Regions from separate parts of the Siniperca chuatsi genome. Here region 2 is linked to region 1. The links are chromatin contacts, called in public Hi-C maps. All regions are on one chromosome and are shown on one strand. The core of a region is the stretch at or near the end of the contact, and the rest is flanking DNA. Distances in the headings are between cores, read along the strand shown. Region 1 holds the start of mych (myelocytomatosis oncogene homolog). Region 2 has its middle 15 kb from the start of LOC122882515.

Region 1 (6,329 bases), core at 3,814-6,313:
AATTATTTACTGGTAAATTAATTAAATTAAGTATTTGGACAGTTGCAAAATACTCAAATGGCTTTTTCTGGGAGCCGATAGTGCTTTTGCCGTATAAGGGGGCTGGTTTCTTTGAGGATGTCACGGCAGATGTAGTACTGGTAAAATGATTTGTTGTTTGGTCATTCCCAAGGTGCAGTGTTAAATACGCGTAACCCACTTCACATAAAATCAATTATAATTGATTTATACTCCATGTTGTCCATTTAAAGTGTAACTGATAAATAGATATTAGATGGCTGAAATATCAGGCTTGTCTTGTTAGACATAAAGGTACTTCCTGTAGGTGTTACCTAACCTAGAAACCCTCTTTACCCTCGCTGTTCATTTGTCCATTTTAACTGAAATCTGACAAATAAAAGCATCTAGCAGTAAAAACTTAAAGGGAAGCCACAGTCAAATCGAAGCTTTTTTGTCTTTAAAATACCAAAAGAAGACTGATTTTGATTTCTTTTTCAAGAATTGTGAAGATTTATTTTATCTCTCTACCCAGAGTCCATCCGTCAACACCTGGTGGACCAGAACCGGCACACAGACCAGAGTTTGAGAACCACTCGCTTCAGTGATGTGTGTGTGTGTATGAGCTTATTCAGTAGCTGCTGCTATCTAATTAAAGCAGGCAGACAGACAGGCAGCAGCAGCCTGTCTGTCTGCACAGAGACACTGCAGGATGAAGAGTCCTAATAAGGAGATCACAGCAGTGGGCACACACACACACACACAGAGCGGTAATCCTATTCCCAGGCTGTCTCTCCCCCCTGGGGCTTCGGCTGTGTGTGTGTCCTATTAGCTTTGTTATGCCATCAAGTTCACTGGGCCAGTCAACCAGTCAGTCGGTTTGTCGGTCAGTCAGTCAGTTAATTAACCTTTTACCCCACCAGTCAGCAATTTTACCATTTAAACAGGGAACAAACTAGAACATTAGACATTGAGAATCTCACTAGGCTGTGGGATCACAAATTTAATGACCCACTTTTGCAAATTACAGTCACCTTTGTTCAGGTTTCTGTAGATTACCAGCTCAAACTACATGATGGCATCTTTCAGATACATCCAGAATAAAGTCTTTAACAAAATCCAATTATGAATATGGCGGCTCCAACTGATCTGAGGCTCAGTCAGGTGGTGATTGGAATCATAACCCTAGCAGTCACATTACACATTATTTGACCCGACTTTTAAAAAATGTGGTTAAATCATGGAAATGATCTGAATTTATTTCACAGTTACATTTGACAGATCCTCTTATGCAGAGGAATTTACAGGCAGAACAGGAAGTGACACCATCCGATGAAATTAATATAAAAATATGGTAGAAATCTAACCATCAGTGTTGATTTGAATAATAGTGCAAGAGGTGCCTTTAATGTCATGACCAAAGCAGTCTGTCACTTGGCAGTCAGCAACTTAAACATGATTTAGTCTGTCAGCTACCAGTGAAGAGGTTACTACTGTCACTTTAATGGAAACCAGTCAGTTGATCAGCATTTTAACAATTTCACTGAGTCCGCAATTTGACAATTAGTCAGCCAACCCTGTTTAACCCTTAATTCTAATGATGTCTGATTTCATTCAACATTTAAACCAATCTTTCAGTCAGGAGTTCAGAGGTTACTGAAGTGGAGTTCAGGGTTCTCACAGGGATTTCACACCAAAAGTGGAAGTACAATATTGTGCAGAGCAAAGCCATTATTTTCAACGCAGAGAGCGGCTGCATTCAGAATCAGAAATACTTTATTGATCCCCGAGGGGAAACTCTTTTGTTACAGCAGCTCAGTATCACGTCAGTGCACACAGGAATAGAAGTACTAAGCAAAAAATATAATACACTATAATACAGGTCAGATAAATTAAGTACCAAGTGGGTATAAGTAGAAATTTAAAATAAGTGTGAAGTACAAAGTGGGTTTACTGGTTGATGACAATAATACGGTATGAAGTAATAGTGCATGAACTGTCAAGTTAAATGTAGCTTATTAAGATTATAATGAGACGGAGGATATTGCACAGCAGTAATAGAAGTTTGAATAAATATCAATAATATTCTCTCTCACAGTTGCATGCACTTCTCCGATTTTCCGCCAGGTTGTGCAGAAAAAGTTAAACTAAATTGAACTTTGACCTGAAATACGTTGACGTCCACAACACACGTCCAGTGGGATTCTGGCTTTGATGGGAGGAAGTTATGGAGTTATGTCCGCTCTCCGATCCTATACTAAAGCATGGCAGGAAATATTAAAGAAGACAGGGATGTCAGGTTATAAAATCACCATTGTGATTGTTTACATCCCATGTAGTCAGGCGTATTATAGCATCCTAGATAGCCGTTTTGTGCTGCTCGTCATTTAAATGGTGAGGTGCAGAATTGTACGATATGAGCGTAATTTCGAGGATACTGGGCTGATATATGTGGAGCCCCATCTGAGAACATATGTTTCCCTGCTGCTGAGTTAACGTAATAAGAACCTAATAGTTTGTTTAATAATTGTTCTGATGTAAAACCCACTGCGTTAAATGAACTTAACCTTAGATTCCATGTGGGGTGTAGATTAGAAGTGGATGCTCATCATTATCATCATGATCATGTGTGCACTGACGTAAAGGCGAGCTACTGTAACAAAGAGTTTCCCTACGGGGATCAATAAAGTATTTCTGATTCTGATTCTGATTCTGATGATGGTAAAAAAAAAAAGACCTGTGACTCATCTGAGATACTGTAAGTCTAGGAAATAGAAGTGTAATAAACCAAAAATTATTCTTAAGAAGCACAACTTGTGGGACGTTCATTTACCTAATAATGAAGGTGGTAATGAGTAATTTTAACTTCACTTAAAACTGACAAATGTATTTATACTCAGCTGATGACAAAAGATCAGTTCACAATGAACTGCACTGTGAGTTTAACAAAAGTTTAATAATTTAAATTGATTTTATGATCTAATGCAGATGTGTCTGGGGTGGGATTTATATGAAACAATTTGGAAATCCCAGATTTAACCAGTTAGTCAGAAATCAAACCAGTGAGTCATTCAGCCAGCCAGGAGGTTTAGTATTCAGAGCTGAAACCAGGCCAGTTAGTCAGTCTGCCAGTTGGCCTGTAGGTGGCATATTAACCCACTTATTCACCACCAGATCTCTTCTCTTTGTGTGTTGATATTGTTGGTGCTGTTCTATTCTGCTCTGCTACTGTGATCCGCCCAACATCAGCTGCTACAGACAGAAACCTCCTCCTCCAAATATGGAACAGCAGACTTTTTAAAAATTCAGCCAAGTTTTTTTTTTTTCTTTGTAGGATTATGCTGCATTTCCCCTCCGTTTGTGGAAATGTGGTGTGCATTTACACTCAGCAAAAATAGTTTCCATATGACAGACTCCCAACAAGGCTGTGATTATCCCTAAAAGTGCAGAATGCATGAAGAAAAGGCATTGCTGAATAACAATAAACATGCAGGAGCTGTTTATTTACATGTATGAAGACACACAGGGTGTAATGGAGATTAATTCACCAGCCTTTTGTTATGTGAACCAGACTTCATGCATTTTTTAAACCATTTTTAACATAAATTAGCAGTGACTATTAATGCAAGAATAGATATGAAAAATAATATAGCAGTTGTAAATATATAATATGCCTTTATATATACATTTGTTGGTTATCAGATGACCACCAACTGGACCTTCTCATGTGAAAATATTACATTAAATGGGCGTGTGAGTATATAAATATAAATATAAATGAAGACTGTGATCTCCTATTTCAAGATTCCTTTCTGAGAATTTACGTGAACCGAGGCTGACTCGCACACTGACTGGGCGACGCCTCTGCACGTGTACCGGCGAATCGTTGTCCGTTACGTAACGTGCAAGTGCAGAAGCAACACGGGGCAGAGGCAGCAGGGAGGGCTGCGGTGTCTGAGTGGGGCTGTTTGGAGTTCATTCATCTCAGTCCACAGTCCTTTCACCCACATACTACTATATATATATATATATATATATATATGTGTGTGTGTGTGTTTGCATTTCATCTGTTTTATTTTCATGTGAACTGTCTATGAAAGTGATTTAGGCCTATTTATGTTTCATTTAGTTTCAGTTGTTTTTTTTTTTTATTGTTTAACAGAAAAAAGTGCAAAAATGTGCGGGGCGGCGGTGGAGTGGGGTGCATGTTTTTCTTTAAACGTATGTGGATGACAGTTCGAGATAGTTTGTGGTTGTAGTAGTAGCAGCTTCCAGTAGTAGGAGGAGGAGTTGGGGATAGATGGATGGATGGTGAAATACCCTTGCAAGAGTTGGAAGTGGAGGACAACGTGGCTCTGAAAGCATTCAGCCTGTCTGTCTGCCTGTCTCTCAGTCATAATACTACAATTAAAGGTAGAGAGGCGGAGAAAACATAGGCTACTGTAAGCCCCCCTGCCTGTACCACGCCGCAAGAATCCCAAAGAGGCTTACTGTTCCCACTACATTCCCCACTAATGACTGAGAAGGTTAGTTTATAATCTGTGCGATGAATCACACATGCATCTGAACACAGACTACTGACCCTGAACGCATCGCATACTATTCTTTTTTTTGATTAACCTACTTTTTTAAAAAATTAGCCTAATAAAATAACAATTGAAAGAGTTTTAAATTGTCTTCGCTGTTCCACTCGAAATGACGCCCCGAGGCGAGACAGACAGACAAGCAGGCAGACAGGGAGTGAGACAGCCGGCATCACCTCACGATCCACGTGTGATCTATCCTAACTTTTACCCGCCACCATTTTCCTGGAATTCCAGCCTGCGCTGTATCACTCCGCCGGCAAGACAGCATAGACCCCGACTTCAATGCAAAATCAACCAGAATCGCCGTCGCCCCAGCTTTTTCCGCCAGTACTTGATCGCACCGGCAACCGACGGCGGATATACAGGCGATAGGTTGGGTTGCCGTTAACGACCCGTTGTCGGTTTTTACGTTTTGGCGCGATTTTGGTCCTTGGCGGAAGGACACCGGTGAGTAGCAGATATATAAACCGAGCGACCCCGACGGCCACACCTACTCTGTCTGCTAGTAGCGGAGAAGAAGAAGCTAGTCAGGAGAAAAACATCATGCTTCCCTGCTCTAACTTTAATTTTACTCGCAGAAAATCCCACTTCAGCAGATAACTCTAGTTTTATACCTCTCTCTGTGGATTTTATTGGATATTTTGAACGTTTCCTCGATTTCTCATCATTTTAAATTTCCCCTCTGTAAGGACAGTTGAATGTAAGTAAGGAAGCTGCATGCGGGTGAATTGGGGCTACCTAATGTAATCTAATTTACACATGGGGCGTTTAAGTCATCTCATGGCTGGGTGTTAAATCGTGCTTTTGTGCATTTCTTTATTGTAACTTTGCGTTTCATGTATTTAAAGTGTTAAATTAAAGAAAAAGAATGCCGGTTCCACGTGGAGACCCAGAGTTGCTCAACCCATGCCGGGTTTAAATGACCCTCAAAGCGGGTTAACCTTTGGATTTTTTTCTGGTGCATCGACTGACTTCTTTCACACTGCTGAATTTGGTCAGATTCATGACATGTTGCATGTTGAGGTTTTTAGCAAATGACTAAATGTGCTGTTTGAAATCTGATTAAAAATCTGTAAAAATTAAAAAAAATAAAATAAAAATCTGGTGTAAAAGCATGCAGTCGATGCGACCTAACAGGAAATATTGAAGCTTCAGCGGATCTGCATTCAAAACCTCCATTTAGAAATTGGGTTTTTATTTATTTTTTTATTCTTTAGTTGTTCAGTTGCTGTACTTAAACGCCTGTAGTCTTAGAGAATGGCATGCATTCATGTGTGTGTGTGTGTGTGGGGTGGGGAAACTCATTTAGCGTTATGTTGAGTGGGGGAAATGTGATCATAAACACTATTAATTACTTATTTTTACGGTCACGGTGCAGACCGGGCTGTATTTAAGTTTTGGCTCAGGTTTCCCCAGGCTGTGATGGTAAAGAAAGGCAGCCTTTAACTCCCAGAGCCTGTCTGCACCACACACACTGCTGCTTTGTTCTCCAACACAGCCTGCTATACATACACATACCATGAGACCCCATAGGAATATTGGATTTTTTTCCCCACTAAGTAGGACTGCTTCTCCATCTGTTCCACTTTGAGTTACGTTTGTTTAATCACAAGACTGATTTTTGTAGCATTTTGCAGTAATTTAAAGTTTTTATGGTGAATAAGTGGTTTACAAAAACCAAGCATGTCCTAACTGATTAGTGGTATCATACAATATCCTTGGGGCTTTTTAAATGATAACTATCCA
Region 2 (6,156 bases), core at 513-3,012, 58 kb after region 1:
CCACTTTTTCAAATATAATATCCAGAAAAAAATATTGTCTTATTGGGCCAATACAGTATTTGCATTTAGCCAGCTTCCACTCTGAACCACTCGCACACTTTACTCTACTGTTACTGTATCACTGAACTTTGATAACGTGGTTCAGATTTGGTTTGGTCAAAATGTACATTCATTGTCAAGAAAAGCTATTAAAAAAGCAAAGTACTATATTAGATTTGAAACAATATATCTATTTCATGTAATTCCCTGGATTATTATGAAGAGAGAGAGAGAGAGAGACAGAGACAGAAACAGAGAGAGAGAGAGAGAGAGAGAGACTTACACGCTAAAACTTGGCATCTGCTGTGCCAACTCCTCACACTTGGGGTTTCTGTTTAGATGGGCTCACAGCCAGAGGACACATGCACACACGTACTGTACACAGTGAACTGTTGCTCAACGGGCTGTTACAAGAAAGCCTCTGGGCTGTGTGTGTGTGTGTGTGTGTCAGATTAGCAGAACAGCAAGATTCAGTTCCTCGATGACAAAGCATTTCCATCAGTCGGTGGTTAGGAGGTCAAAGGTGAGAGATTGCAGAGGCCAGACAAAAGTCCCTGTGACCTCAGTGACCATGTTAGAGAGAAGAATATCTGAGAGGAGGGGAGCTGAGTAGGGAGAGGTCTTGGGTGTTAAAAAAAGCCTGTGGTCCTGATACTCCAAATCATGCACACAGTTATGTTTATATTACTTTGGGTGTCTACATATCTGGAGGTATGAACACGTGCAGATGTGTGAGGGCATGTTGAGTTGCACAGCTAAAGTTTTGGGCTGGACCAACCCTACACAACCCTGGTCAAACCCTACACTCCTCCGCTGCCTCTGGATGATTGGTCAGAGCACGCTGTAGTCGCTCATCTCAGTCAAGGCTCTTCTCTGTTCTGGTCCCACAGTAGTGAGTTGCCCACGGTTGTTTAACACTTACCGCTGTTTTAAACAGATTTCCAGATTCCTCAAAGTCTCAAATCAAGACTCTGTTTCCTATCCAGGTAGCCACTGGCTACGATCATGGTTTGAATTAAGAAACAGAGTTGAGACTTGGGAGACTAGTTAAAAAACCAATGCCTACCATTGGAACTCGAATGTAATGTTATTACATGAGAGGCACAAAATGGGGCTAGAATGCACTTATTGTAAGATGCTTTGGACAAGAAGGGTCTTTTAAATTAATGTAAATAAATTCAATTCTTTTGATAATTTTGACCTTAACTGAGAGTTGACAACAATCAGAACATTGCCCAGTTTTGGCTATAATAAAATTATTAATGAAGTGTAAGTGAGGACAAAGCAGAAGGCTCCTCCCAGTCTACTGTGATGGATTATCTTGCTCTGTGTAAAAAAAAAAAAAAAAATGACATCCTCAACTCCAGAGAAAACCTGCACTGTTGACACTGAGTTCAAAAGCACAGCTGTTATCCATACAGATCGTACAGAGTGACATCCACTGTGGTCAGAACAGGCTTCAGCTCCTTGATGTACAAAACAAACAAACCCAAAGTAAAGACTGAGAGATCAGCTCCCACTGTTTACCTGAGCAGACCACATGATCCGCTGCATCTTCCCAGAACAGGTCAGACCGAGCCGACCTTGTCCTTCAATTTACCTGAGTAAACACACACACACACACGTCTCTGTGACACTTCATGAGGTTTGAGCCTGCGACCCTTCAGTCACAAGTCTGTGTGAGTGGCAGCATCACTGACACAGACACACACACACACACACATAAGCATTTTCCCTTGGAGTCCTGAGGGGTTTTAGTCTCATCAGCAGTCTGTCTGTAGGAGTGTGTGTGTGTGTGTGTGTGTGTGTGTGTGAGACCATCCATTTAACAGGCATTTCCAAAGAGCGGATGTATTGACATACATGGCCTCTGTAAAACAAACACACACACTCTCTCACACAGCAGCTAGGCTTCTCTGCTAATAACTAACAGGCTGACAGGGACGATGTAGTGTTTTGCATGATAATAATCTAACTGTTTAGTCTGCTGCATGTTTGCGCCTCACACCCTCTTGTGGAGATCCCTTTGCTTTTACATTAATTTTGTTTCAGCATGCCATTTAGCAAAATTACAAAGAGTGAATTTGAACAGTATGAACTTGACCATTGGCCCACTTCAGGCAGAGCTGTGAGCTGTGTGGTGCAAACACTTTCATCAGTCTTCATCAGAGTAGCAACTACATTTTTCTGCCCTGTCTTCATTGTGGATGTAAAACGCCTCAATCAACCCAAACTGTGCAGGTCAAAGGTCATTAGACACAGCAATACGGATTATTGTATGTACAAGTCAGACAACACAGGAAAGTGCATAAAGATTCATTTAATCTGTGTAAACTGGTTTATTAGAGAGCTGAGTAAACATTGTAATGAAAACATTACATGGATTGTCCCTTTTTGTATGAGATTTGTCTACTTTTTAGCTGTTGTCATGGTATCAGCAAGGTGGTTTGCTGGTCCGCCACTTTAATGACGTCAGAATCAGAATCAGAATCAGAAATACTTTATTGATCCCCGAGGGGAAACTCTTTTGTTACAGCAGCTCACTGTCACGTCAGTGCACACGGGAATCGAAGTTGTAAGCAAATCATTACAATGACATTATCATACAGAATCAGAATCAGAAATACTTTATTGATCCCTGAGGGGAAACTCTGGGATAAATTAAGTACAAAGTGGATATAAGTATAAAATTAAAATAAGTGTAAAGTACAAAGTGGATTTACCGGTTGATGATAAGTATGCACGGTATGATAATACCTCAAAAACAATAGGATGGATTGAAATTTGGGTTCCATTCAAAACATTTTCGATTCATCATCAACATTGGTGTTCCCCAGAGGATGAATCCCAGTGATTTTGGTGATCCACCAACTTTTCATCTAGCACCACCAGCATGTCAAAATGTGCACTTGTTCTTCAGTTCATGACAGGATGCCTCTAAATCTAATGACCACATTCCCATCAGCTTCAGCTGTTCTTTGAGATTAATGCTAACATGCTAAAAATGAACATGTTACGATGCTAAGGTTAGGATGTTGACATTTAGCAGTGATTAGCATGCATTTTAACATGCTAACTGTAGGCATGTTTACATTCTAACGTAATAACAATTAACATGTTAATGCTATATTTTCAGCAGCTTTTTAAAAAAATCTATATTTTTTCAGCCTTTACCGTACAGCCCAGTTGCATTCATGCTTTCATTAACAAGCCAACTTTCTCTCACAACCATTGTACACTCATGCAGTCTGAAAATAGGAAGTGTCTAGATGGTAACCCTGGAATTGTGAAACTCTCCCGAGATTCGTGCGCGTTATTTCTTCACTGTGCGTATTCCTAAACTTAACCAAGTAGTTGTGTTGCCTAAACCTAAATCTCGCGAGAGTTTCTGTAAATCCAGGGTTTCCATCTAGACAGGACTGTGTACAATAGGGATTTGATAGAAGCTCTAAATGAAGCAACTCAGGAATCATTAGCCTTGGTTTGCAGGTTAAATTGTTATGTTATACTGGATTGTGTGATAAATCACAGAGAGGCAGAGGAGACAGAACAGAGTTCAAGCCAAGGAATTTTCAAATGTTTAGAAAGTGATCCATAAATGCTAGTGTGGACACACAAGCGGAATTTTCAAATGTATCCACATTATTATGACTTTGAGTATGTTTTAATGAGTTTACATTACATGTGATATTTAAAAGAGTAAAAGATTTATCAGAATGATATAAAACTATTAGTTGGTTTTGGCTTTGGCTTTTTATGAACTATGAACTGATTCATTGGTATAAAGCGGCTTTTGACACAGTCACATTCATTCAAAACTTTATTCAGCTGTTCTGAGCAAACAAATACAAAGTTTGTTATACACAGTTCAATCTTTGTTACACCAAATGGTCAAAAGTATATGGACAGGGAAGTCCACAAAGTACTTTTTTTGTGCTGTTATTCTGGGTCTGTTTTTCGTGGTTTGAACCAGATTCCTTATTTCTGATCAGGGGCGTAGGACTTGGGGGACAAACAGGACTGAGCATGCAGAGCCCTCATGTGAGGAGGGTCCATTAAGATACTAGAATGAATAGCTGTGTATGCTGGGAGGGGCCCATAGAGAATGCCTATGTACAGGGTCCAGAAATATGTGCTATACCCCTGGTTCCAATGAAGGGAAATCTTATTGTTACAGCATACAATGACATTTTAGACAATAATGCACTTCCAACTAAGTGTCAACAGCTTGAGGAAGGCCCTTTCCTGTTTCAACATGACAATGCCCCCGTGCACAAAGCCAGGTCAATTAAGAAATGGTTTTCCCAGTTTGATATGGAAGACCTAGACTGGCCTGCACAGATCCCTGACCTCAACCCCATCAAACACCTTTGGGATGAACTGGAACAACCAACTGTGAGCCAGACCTTATCACTCAACATCAGTGTCTGACCTCACTGATGCTCTTGTGGCTAAATGGGAGCAAATCCCTTCAGCCAGGTTCAACGTCTGGTTAAAGTGTTATTTTATCTGGTGGAAAGCCTGAAACCAGAAGAGTGGAGGCTGTTAGAGCAGCAGATTAATGCCCATGTTTAACAGTCACGTATGGCTGGAATGTTCGGGTGTCCACTTACTTTTGGCCATATGCTGCATCTCAGAGGAGAACTCATTCTCTTTCTCATTTCTGCTCTCTCTCTTTTTCTCTATCTCTCTCACACACACACATACACCCAGTGTGAAACCCCACAGGGATGTACTTACCAACTAAAAACAGGAAGTTGCTCACATCCCACCGCACATTCCACATCCCCACACACACACACTCACACTCGCACACTCACACACACACACAAAGGAAAAAACGAGGGAGGGATGGACAGATGAGAGAGAGAAAAAGGAAACACCAAACCACCCGTTTAACGCTCAGTGTTCAAGAATGAATGGAATATTGTTTGTGTCACTCAACACTCGCTCTTCATTGGCTGAGAGGAATCCCGTGGGCGGTGAAGAATGCCGTGATGGGCTGGAAAGGAACGCCAGGGCCGTTTGAATTGGATGAGGTTCAAGGTGCTGCGTAATTTAATATCAGAGTAACAAACAGGCCCCTTCCTCTTCTCTTGTCAGGGATAAAAAAAAAAAATAGATTTTCTTACGAGAAGGCTGGCAAACCGGATCCACCCGCTGATTTTCTGATTTTTTTTGTTCATTCATTTAAGTCAAAATAGGCTTACAACAGACTGAGTCATCGGATATTTTTCAAGATAAGTCACATTTTTCTAACCACAATACAAGGAAGGTACAATTACGCATTGTGTTCAATTTAAGATTAAACAAGATGACAAAAAGACTGCAGGAAAGACAAATAGATAGCATAACATAAGTAATCAAACATTTTTTGGCTCAGTTTTGGTTTTTTAAAAGTTGATATAGACACAGGTCAGTGAATGAATAAATTAACTTTTATTAATTCACTTTCAATTCTAACATTAATTTCTAAAAGACAAATGCATAAAAAGACCCTTTGAGGAGACAAACTAAAGTGAGAGATGTGAAAATCAGATGATTTGGAGCAGAAAAACAGTGAGAAAAGGAGACATACAAGGAGAAGAGGAACGAGGGAAGGAAAGGAGAAGAAGAGAAGGAGAGACAGAAGAAAGGATGGACAAAGTAAGTATGAGAGAGGATGTAGAAAGAAACTAGGAAGTGAAAAAAGACACCTAAAAAGGATTAGCGTTAGAAAGGATGTAGAAAACCAAGTAAGAGTTAGGGAAAGGAAAGTGAGCGAGTAGAAAAGGAAAGGAATTAAGGAAATAAGTGATGACAAAACATAATTAATGGAGGAAAAGGAGACATATAAAGAGAAGAGTGAAAAATAGCAGCGCGCACAGCTTAATCACTGTTATTGTGTGCACGGTCGTAACAAGGATCAAAACAAACAGAATGCCGGCACTCACCGATAAATTGGTGTTTATTGTGGGACGCTGATGATGGCTTCTAGCTGAAACACGTTCAGTTTCGCCCACAATAAACAAGAAGACTATTTATCTGTGAGTGCCAGCATTCTGTTTGTTTTACATAAAGAGAAGAGGAAATAGGGAAAGAAAGAAAGAAGAGAAAAGGAGGAGAGACAGGAGTCAC

What was found. Hi-C and Micro-C count contacts between places; a contact is called where the count stands out from the background.
Region 2: a Hi-C map of liver shows a contact between it and region 1, with 2.2 times the contacts expected there. The contact joins the enhancer-like site here to the promoter of mych in region 1. A contact is called at or near these places in 3 of 3 Hi-C or Micro-C datasets (liver, skeletal muscle and an unstated tissue).

The regions. Positions count from the first base shown.
Region 1 is chrLG2:5,714,782-5,721,110 of ASM2008510v1, forward strand. It overlaps mych (myelocytomatosis oncogene homolog), which reads left to right and starts at 5,064. Exons shown (of 3, transcript XM_044209986.1): 1 at 5,064-5,283.
Region 2 is chrLG2:5,776,034-5,782,189 of ASM2008510v1, forward strand. No RefSeq gene overlaps it. Among protein-coding and RNA genes, the nearest start is that of LOC122882515, 15 kb to the left of the region's middle. Within about 2 kb of position 1,763, the one cell type or tissue checked has an H3K27ac peak away from gene starts, as active enhancers do. A contact at or near this core is called in liver, where this site is marked.